Linked DNA regions of Mus musculus: all the other regions are linked to region 3. The links are chromatin contacts, called in public HiChIP or PLAC-seq maps. All regions are on one chromosome and are shown on one strand. The core of a region is the stretch at or near the end of the contact, and the rest is flanking DNA. Distances in the headings are between cores, read along the strand shown. Region 1 overlaps Igf2bp2 (insulin-like growth factor 2 mRNA binding protein 2). Region 2 holds the start of Liph (lipase, member H). Region 3 overlaps Tbccd1 (TBCC domain containing 1).

Region 1 (3,163 bases), core at 482-2,981, 730 kb before region 3:
GGCCAGGCGTGGTGGCGCACGCCTTTAATCCCAGCACTCGGGAGGCAGAGGCAGGTGGATTTCTGAGTTCGAGGCCAGCCTGGTCTACAGCGTGAGTTCCAGGACAGCCAGGGCTATACAGAGAAACCCTGTCTCGAAAAACCAAACCAAACCAAACAACAACAACAAAAATCAAAAGTATCAACTCCTTTTAGAAGAAGGAAGAAGGAAAAAGACTGATCTGCCCAAGGCCAGGGAGATCATGTTCTCTTGGGTTTTATGATATTTCTTTATCTCTGTTATCACGTGTATGTCTAATTTGAAGCCAAGACCTTGGTAAAGAGCTTAATTACAGGGCTCTTTTGGGAAAATACAATAGGTATGAGGTCAAAAAAGCTGAAGACTCTTGGTCACTAAACACTCATAACATTGCTTCGGAGCTGTAAGTCTCAGAAACCTGCTTCATCCCCAGGTCTACCTCCATGGTCATCACCAGATTCCAAACATGTCCCCAAATTGACACTCAAAAAGTGAGTGACTAAGGAAGCACTAGAGGTGAACAGTGTGGGAACAGATGAATCTAAGCCACGGGCACACACATCCTTAACTCCACCCTGACCACACTACACTGCTCACACCAAAAAGACTCCTCTGAAAACTAGCTGGCTTGCTCGCACCCAGAAGTTTTACTCAGTGGACCCTCAGGTCACCTATTAAAATACTGTTGTTAGATCAAAATAACCAGATTATAAAGTAGGTTGCCCCCACATCTGGTTGGATCCAGAACAGTCCTCATTAGGACTGGCATGCCAGCTAAGTTCCTTCCAAGAGCAGCAGTGGGCTCCCGATGGCTCCCTCCCGACAGGTACCACATGCCCTTCAGGTTTCTGCTGAGTTGATGGGTACCTCCCTTGCCTGACTGCCACAAAGCAGAGACAATGCCAAGGTGACCGTGCAATTGTCCAGGCAGGAATAAAGGTATCCTACAAGACACTTCTGCCTCCTGTCCCTGGCTATAAGACTGTTGTCACAATAGACCCAAGACATCGGGGTTCCCAGGAGTCCCATGCTAGGAAATGCAAAGACTCGGACTCTGGTTCCAGCCACAGGGTGAGCTGATTTCAGTCTGACAGACTGGTGCTCTAACTGCAGCGATGGGGTGGGTCACGCCTTTCCTAGGACTGATAGTTATTCATTCATGCCTCCTGCCTGCTATTTAAACCTAAATTGCATGTTAGGACAGGGAGATGGCCGGAGGGAGAGTTCTCTCTCTGGATCTCTGTTCTTCCTCCTAATGTGGCCACACTGAATAAACCTCTTTTTCTACTTTTCATAATTATTTGTTTAATTGGCCTATAGAGGTGGTTGGGTGGCTAAAGCTGGCTTAATAAGGCTGCCAGAGCCAAGGCTCTGATCCTGTATGCTCTTCTCTTGGCAGCTTTAACCTAAGGTTTTATGTGTCAGCCCTGGTGTCTGTCCCCTCCGCTGGCAGTATGTACAAGATTGTTCCATACCCATGCAGGGACGATTCAAGGGCAACTGAACTGCGTAAGCAACCTACTGCTGCACTTCACCAAGTGTGGCAGTTTATCTATCGCTACACTCCTATCTTGTTTATAATCTGAGATCCCAGCAGGGGGCACCATGAGAGAGACGCTGATAGAATTAAAACACCCAAATGCTCATGACATTCTCTGTGACATCGTGCTGAGTCAGCCTGGCTTCCCCCCAACTGCAACCAGACTCCACCTTCTGACCCTGATATGCAAAACTGTGTAATCAGAACTAGGTGACAAATCCATGCTGGGAAGAGCAGGCATGACCTCAGCCTTCAAAATTAGAACTACAAGAGCCCTCAGCAGCTCAGAGCGGCTCCTACACAGCTTTTCCCACTTCCTTTAGGACTTTAATTCTCAAGCTAATAAATTTTACCATAAAAATAAGATGATTTTTTTTTTACATTGAACACTGTTTTTTCTTTTAGAGGTTTTTAAAAATTAATTTTAGGAGCTAAGTTTTAGTTGGCTTGGTGGTTAAAAGCACTGGTCGCCTCTTGTAGAGGACCTGGGTTCAGTTCCCAGCACCCACACAGCAGCCCACAGCTAACTCCAGTTCTAGGGGATCCAATGCCGTTTTCTGACTTCTGCCAGCAGCCAACAAAACTCTCAGACATACATGATTTTTTTTTAATTAGTATTTTAGGTTAGTGCGTGAAGTCTTGGGTTATGTTATAGCATTTTCATGTGCAGCATTCATTTTTAATTCCTGTTTTGATAACTGCAAAGATGTGGTGCTTGTGTCCTTCACATTCATTTTTTTAAGATTTATTTACTTATTTTATGTATATGAGTACACTGTAGCTGTACAGATGGTTGTGAGCCATATGCGGTTGCAGGGAATTGAACTCAGGATCTCTGCTCCCTCCGGTCCAAAGATTTATTTATTGTTATGGGTAAGTACACTGTAGCTGTCTTCAGACACCCCAGAAGAGAGCATCATATCTTATTACAGGTGGTTGTGAGCCACCATGTGATTGCTGGTATTTGAACTCAGGACCTTCAGAAGAGCAGTCAGTGCTTTTACCCACTGAGCCATCTGTCTCACCAGCCCCCTTCACATTCATTCTTAACGGCCATCAAACATCTCTTTCAGTGCCCTTTGGCTATACTTTCCAACAGTGCCAGCTCCTCTTTAAATTCCTTCTGATCTGTCAACATCTTTCTGTAACCAATGCACGCCCTTACCCTGAAGGAAACACTCTAGGTAGTGCGGTTTCCCAAGAGGTCAGGAGTCCAAGGGTAGCTCAAATCCGTGATCAACTCCAAGTGTTGACATAAAAGTCTACAACACCATGCATGAACATGTGCATGCCTTAATAGTGTAATTAAAACAAACAAAAATATGGGAGGAGATACACTAAATTATAACAGCAGTTAAATTGGGAGTTTCTGATGTCCTGATAAGAGGAACTATTCTAAAGAGAGGAATCTGTAGCCTGCCCCACTGCTTCCATTGAAATAAGAGACAGCAAAGAATGAAGGTTTCTCCAGGAATCCTGTTTATGGGGAGGGGAAAGACCTCTCTCTCTCTCTCTCTCTCTCTCTCTCTCTCTCTCTCTCTCTCTCTCTCTCTCTCTCTCTCTCTCTCTTGTGTGTGTGTGTGTGTGTGTGTAGGGGTTGAGTAA
Region 2 (2,997 bases), core at 54-2,553, 840 kb before region 3:
GTAGTGTGTTAAGGCCATAGGTTTAAAAGGACCTAGCACCATCTGCGCTGCCTCCACCTAAGGTTACTTCCGTAGAGCAAACAGCGTGTGCCATTTTTAGAAGCTGTGGAGCATGAGTGGTCTGCAGGTCTGATATCTGCCCCCTGCCCTTTAAACAGTTATTTCAAGGCTGGGTGTAGTGGTGAACACCTTTACCCCAGTGAGTTCAAGACTGGCCTGGTTTACACTGTAAGTTCTGGGCAGCCAGGGCTACACAGAGAAACCCTGTCTTAAACAAATACAACTTATGTCAGAATTCACAGTCACAAGCTTTGTGTGAGACGGAAGTGGGTTCCAGGAAGGACTGAGAAGTACATTTCCCTTCAGGTTTGCTATCTCAACACGGAGATTCATATTTTCATTTTGATTTTATTATCTTTCCTTGTATTAGAAATTGAACCCAGAATGTTATACATACTAGGCATATATTCTATGACTGAACTACATCCATGGCCTGGCAATTAATAATTTTTAAGATATAAATATATCACATACTATTATAAGGAATTTATTTATATGAAATTATTATTTTTGTAACAGTGGTTTAAATACACCTAAATAAATACACGAAAGTATACAAATTTACCATTGCAAAAAAATATAAAACAAAAAAAGAGAAAATGAGTTCGAGGCCAGCCTGGTCTACAGAGTGAGTTCCAGGACAGCCAAGGCTACACAGAGAAACCCTGTCTCGAAAAAACAAAAAAAGAGGGAGAGAGAGAAAGAGAGAGAGAGAGAGAGAGAGAGAGAGAGAGAGAGACTTCTCTACGTAAACATCACAAAATAAATTTTTACAGTTTCAAAAAATAAGTTATTTAATTTTATGTAGGTCAGAAGACACAATTTAACTAAGAAAAAATTAATACTACCCTTAGCCTTTTCAAGTTAACTCAAGAGATAAGGGTTTGATCTATGGTTGAGAGGGAAAAAAAAAAATCACCATAAGGAAGCTCATTTTACCCATAGCTCCTGGCCTCAAATATGCTCACATAGAACTTTGACGTCCACTAATACTTCTTAAAGACATTGGCTAAATGACCTACCTGATTTCACCAAGCACATGAAACTGATGAAAAAACATAGCCTCAGCATAGGGAACCTCAAGAGATCATGTGCCCCAAACACGAGGACGTGTCGCACTCCGCACAGAGCCTGGCGTTCCCGCGTTCCCGCGTCCCACCCTGAAGTCTGGCTTTCTCGAAGCGAGTGAGTCCGTGACAACAGGAAGTCCCCGAGGGAGGCTCTGTGGCCCTGTTAGTCCTGTCAGGATCTTTGGCTCCTCCTCTTTGCAATAAAAGGTCTGGGACTTTCTGCTTGCACAATTGGTGCATATGTTAATGTGTCATTTGCATTTGAAGGATGCCGAGTAAAAGGTTTCCTTCTTCGTGGGCGGTTTCCTAGCTGTTTGGCTTGGTGTGTTGAAATCAACCTCATTTGGAATCCTTTTCCTTTATGAATGAATCCCGGATGACAAATCCGGGTCAGTATTCTCCTATCGCCACTATGTATACAAAGCCACGTTCATGTTAACTCCAAGGTCTCCACAGAGCTGTCTTTAGACTTTTATTAAAAACATTTCATTGAGTTCAGCTATACAGCCTAATTTACGAATCTCTCTATGCTTCAGAGTTGTACTTAGCTTGCTTACTTCTCATCCAGAGTCCTGGTCTCCCTCATAACTGAGTTTTTATTTTTGCATTTTATTTACTGAGTGTGGCAGGTGAGTGTGGGTTGCAGTCCCTGTCCTTCCGTTGCATAGTCTTGGGGTCAGGCCTGGGGACAAGCACCTTTACCCGCTGTGCAATCTCACCCATCCAGTTGTCGTCTTAAAGGGGAAGAACACATCTACATCTTTCCAACCTTTCTAAGGCCTACACTAGAAGTAACCAATCCTTCTGCTCTGTGAGGTTATTGTGGGTGAGGGTACTTTGGCAGTAAAGAGTGTACCTAGCCTAGATGGAAAGGCAGGTCACTAATGACAGGATACACTGCAAAGTGATGTAACCCTCTTTGTAGTGAAAATTCCCCTAATCATAAGTTTCTGGGTATTTGAAAACCTTAAAAATAGTAAGGACAAAACCTAACAACAAAAAAACCCCACATTTTCACTCAAACATCAGGCATAAGCCATTAGTCATTTAGCATTGTCGAGGTGCCTGTGTCAAGTGCTTCTTGACAGAGGTATGTGGCCTCAATAAATAAAACATTTATGTTCTGTGTGTCTCAACTTTCTCAATCATGAAATGAAGATAAGATCTCTTGACTCACGGGGTTATGCAGACTAAATGAGGTATGTGAGCTCAAGTCTTCAACACTATGCCTGCTGCCAAAGTAATTGCTCCTGCCTCTTGCTAACTCCAGGTACTATCTTCCAGGTCACACAGCTGACACTGTCCCCACCCCTCTGAAGACTTGCTATAGAACAGAGAAGGGGAGCCGGGCAGTGGTGGGAGGCCAGCCTGGTCTACAAAGTGAGTTCCAGGACAGCCAGGGCTATAGAGAGAAACCCGGTGTCTTGAAAAACCAAACCAAAACAAAACAAAGAAAACCTGAGAAGGGGGCTTCAGGAGGAACTTGAGGAATGAGGGCCTCCTAGACCTTTTGAGAACTGTAGTGGGCTTTGCTTTTCTGTCCTGTCGGGAAATGAATTAAGGAACTGTAAACAGGAAACCCAACTCAACCCGCTTTTCTGCTTTGCACTTGCTCTAAGCCTTGCTCCTTTGAAAACAAGGGCTCTGGAGGACAGAGAGTTGTTCTGTCTCTTTAATGAACCTGCCCTGGAATGTGCCGCTCCCTGCTGGGTCAGTGTACCCACCTGATAAGTATTTGTTGAGTTCCCATCAGTCTAAAGTGCTTATCTGGACCTAGCCAATGTACTTTAGGGGCGAAACTATCCGATCCTCAGTTACAGGAATAAGGGTCACTCTGCAGGGTGGTCTTCTAGATGTTATTAATGGT
Region 3 (3,003 bases), core at 461-2,960:
TGGTCTGCATTTTTCTCATTCTGAGATGTCTGCTCACTCCTCTGAAATCTCCTTTCACTGTGCAGTTTGAAATCTCACACAGCCCCCATTAGCAACTCTTAGCTTATGCCCTGTCAGGCTCCCAGAGTCCTCTCCAGCAAATCCTGGCTACGTCTGCATCATATGCTTTCTCCTTTAACAGTTTTAGAGTTTCAGGTCTCTGGTACATTTTTGGTTAGTTTTGTTCCAAGGGCAGAGGGTCTGGTTTATGGATATCCACTTTTCCCAGCACCACTTACTGAAGATGACAGTACCTCTCCAATGTGTTTTTCATGTGTCTGTTAAAGATGAGATGGCTGTAGCTGTGCTTGCGTTTTTCTCTGGGTCCTCTAGTCTGTAAGTCTACATGCTTGTTTTTGTTACTATGGTTCCATACTACAACTTAAGATCAGGTATTGTGGTATCTCCAGCCTTGCTCTTTCTCCATAGAGCTGCTTTGGCTATTCAGGGTCATTTGTGCCTCTATATGAATTCTAAGATAATTTTCCCTCATATTGCAAAGAATTTCATCAAAACTTTGAATTGTGTGAAGCCTGTAGATCACTTTTGGTAATATTGCCATTTTATTTACATATATATATTACTTCTGTTGATCTGTGAGGGTTGGTGCCATTTTTCTTTTCTGTGTCTTCTTCAATCCCCTCTTTCAGTGTTAAAGTGTAGAGGCCTTTCACCTCCTTGATTATGCTTACTCCAAGGCTGGCTGATTGCTTTCTTCTTTCTTTCTCAGCAAGTTCAATCTTAGAAAATAGAAAAACTACTGATTTTTGAATGTTTTTTTCTTGTATTCTGCTTCTTTTCTGAAAGTGTTTGGTGGAGTCACTAGGATCTTTTATAGATAATATACATGCATTTTATTTATTTATTTATGTATTATTTTGAGGCCAAGTTGTTTAGGCTGGACGTAAACTCCCTCTGTAGCACAGTTGCCCTGAGCCTATGATCCTCCTGCCTGTTTGGCAGCTCGGATTACACCTGTGCCATGAGACCTTGCTCAGACTAAGCCTGTGTCCTCTCAATCTGTCATGATGAGCATTAAAACCCAACACGGGATATCGTGGGAGACCATGTTCCAACTATGGTCCAACCACAGTAAGTGCACAAAAGCACAGGGAACAGTGACCATCAAATGCTGGAAGGCAGGGAAAACAGGCAATGTCAAAGCTTACAAAGCCTCAGTCGTACAAGGTAATTTAGTTCTGTGGGTCTGTACTACAGAGGTGGGTACCACGCCTCTAGCTAACAATACTGCAATATAAAGTTTTCTAAAAAGTTAGAATGCATGTGCTCTTAATATATACACAAGTAAAATAATAATGCATGCTGGAGAAATTTAGGAAGGTGACAGATGGACCTGTGGCCGTTACCATGGTGATGGCTTCGGCGTAAAGACCTGCTCTCAAGCTCATCATGGGAGGAGAAGACACCGGTTCCCTCCAATCTGCAGCTCTTCCCAGCTGTGACAAGAATAGGCATGATCTACAAAGAAGCTATTTCTTCCCACAGGAGAAGATGTAGACTTTGTCAAGCACACCCTGGAGGAGAGCTATGGCTCAAGTGTAGCCTCTGTGTAAAATGAACAATAAACTGTTGTTACATTATGTAGCCTCTACATTTCAATGTTTCCTTCCCCCACCCAGCAAAGCCATTTAACACTAAGTAGCTCCAAAATACAGAAATGTGGTTTCTTGAGTCACTGCTCACACAAGAGCCCAGAGATTCATCCTATCAAGTGCAGCTGTGTAGGACTGTTGATCAAATAATAAACAGTTATCAGCCTAAGCCGCTGTTGCTATAATTAATGTACTATAAATAATTAATATACTCTGTGAAGTCATTTCTATCATAAGAATGAAAAACCCTCAAGCCCTTTTCTGAACTTGTATTCTGACCTTTTTGCATACCAGTCATTCCTACTAGCTATGGAGTCGATGATGGCAGAGGTGCTGGTCTCTGTGGTTTGGGTGAGTGAGTCATGAGTTGAAGTTGGATGCCCAGCGTGGCAATGTGAGGAGACAGTGGATCTGTGAGAGGTCTGTGGGCCCTAGTGGGAGGTCTCTAGGTCTTGCTGAGTACTGCCTTCAGAAGAGATGCAGTTCTTCCAGGATTCTTTGAGTTAGCTCTTGCAAGAGGGTTGTGCCCATACCCACCTAGAGATTTATAGAAGGCAGAATTCAAAAGTGACAAACTGGGGTGCTTGGCAGAGAAAGTACTGAAACAGCAAAGCTGCCAAGCTGCCCCTGGGTTACATCTGAACTGCAGAAAGAAGGCTTTAGAAGCACCATCTAAAAATAGAATTTCTCAATGTAAAAGGAAACAACGCAAAAGGATTTGAAAGATTTACAGCTCCTCCAGGAAAGGAGCAAAGAAGTGCCACGGAGAGGTGCATCCAGGAGGGATCAGCATGGATAAAGTGAGGCCAGAAGCACGGGGACAAGAGGAAAGGGACTTGGAGGGCACCTCAGAGGTCTGCAGAGCTACCTCTCCACCACAGGCTCAGGGCCTTCAGACAGAACTGTCTGTCTCGGGAACAGGCTCCGAGCACTCTCTGTAAGCTCTCACACACTGCTCCCTGCTTTCCAGAAGAACACACTTTAGCCACCTTAGCTATGTCAAGCAGGCCCAGGTACAGCTGATGAACTGATCCAGATGAGTAATCACCAGCATTTAGTGTAATGTATGCTGGAGGCACGTGTAACATTAGGGCTAGGGAGACACAGCAGTTTCCACACAGATTTGAGAATAAAACAGAAGGGGTCCTGTTATCCACTATCCACTGCCAACAGACCCTGAACAGAAATAATGGGACATCCGCCAGGACTCTGGAACTGGGAACTACCAGTCTACAGTGTCAGTCTGGGAAAGCTGCAGTCATGAGACTCTAAGCTGAGAGCTGGAGTATGAGCTGAGCCTAGCAGAGTCATAGAGGAAGAGCTTCTGGTGGTTTTAAGGGAAGTCAGAGTT

The links. HiChIP or PLAC-seq counts read pairs in DNA pulled down with a chosen protein or histone mark.
Region 1: a contact with region 3 is called in an H3K27ac HiChIP or PLAC-seq map of the NIH/3T3 cell line, with 5 times the contacts expected there. The contact joins two enhancer-like sites. A contact is called at or near these places in 3 of 115 datasets of contacts at active chromatin or transcription factors (the NIH/3T3 cell line, astrocytes and pancreatic cancer cells).
Region 2: a FOXA1 HiChIP or PLAC-seq map of pancreatic cancer cells shows a contact between it and region 3. The contact joins the promoter of Liph here to the enhancer-like site in region 3. A contact is called at or near these places in 3 of 39 promoter capture datasets (the 3T3-L1 cell line and hippocampal neurons), 1 of 115 datasets of contacts at active chromatin or transcription factors (pancreatic cancer cells) and 1 of 9 other capture datasets (adipose tissue).

What each region holds. Positions count from the first base shown.
Region 1 is chr16:22,106,615-22,109,777 of GRCm38.p6, forward strand. The region is part of intron 2 of Igf2bp2 (insulin-like growth factor 2 mRNA binding protein 2); the gene reads right to left. Among named protein-coding and RNA genes, the nearest start is that of Igf2bp2, 55 kb to the right of the region's middle. Within about 2 kb of position 1,732, at least 68 of the 459 cell types and tissues checked have an H3K27ac peak or open chromatin away from gene starts, as enhancers often do. A contact at or near this core is called in the NIH/3T3 cell line and pancreatic cancer cells, where this site is marked.
Region 2 is chr16:21,994,239-21,997,235 of GRCm38.p6, forward strand. Liph (lipase, member H) reads right to left here and starts at 1,304. Exons shown (of 10, transcript NM_001083894.1): 1 at 1,083-1,304. The coding sequence starts at 1,131.
Region 3 is chr16:22,837,646-22,840,648 of GRCm38.p6, forward strand. All of the region lies in intron 2 of Tbccd1 (TBCC domain containing 1), which reads right to left. Among named protein-coding and RNA genes, the nearest start is that of Tbccd1, 19 kb to the right of the region's middle. Within about 2 kb of position 1,711, at least 60 of the 459 cell types and tissues checked have an H3K27ac peak or open chromatin away from gene starts, as enhancers often do. A contact at or near this core is called in the NIH/3T3 cell line and pancreatic cancer cells, where this site is marked.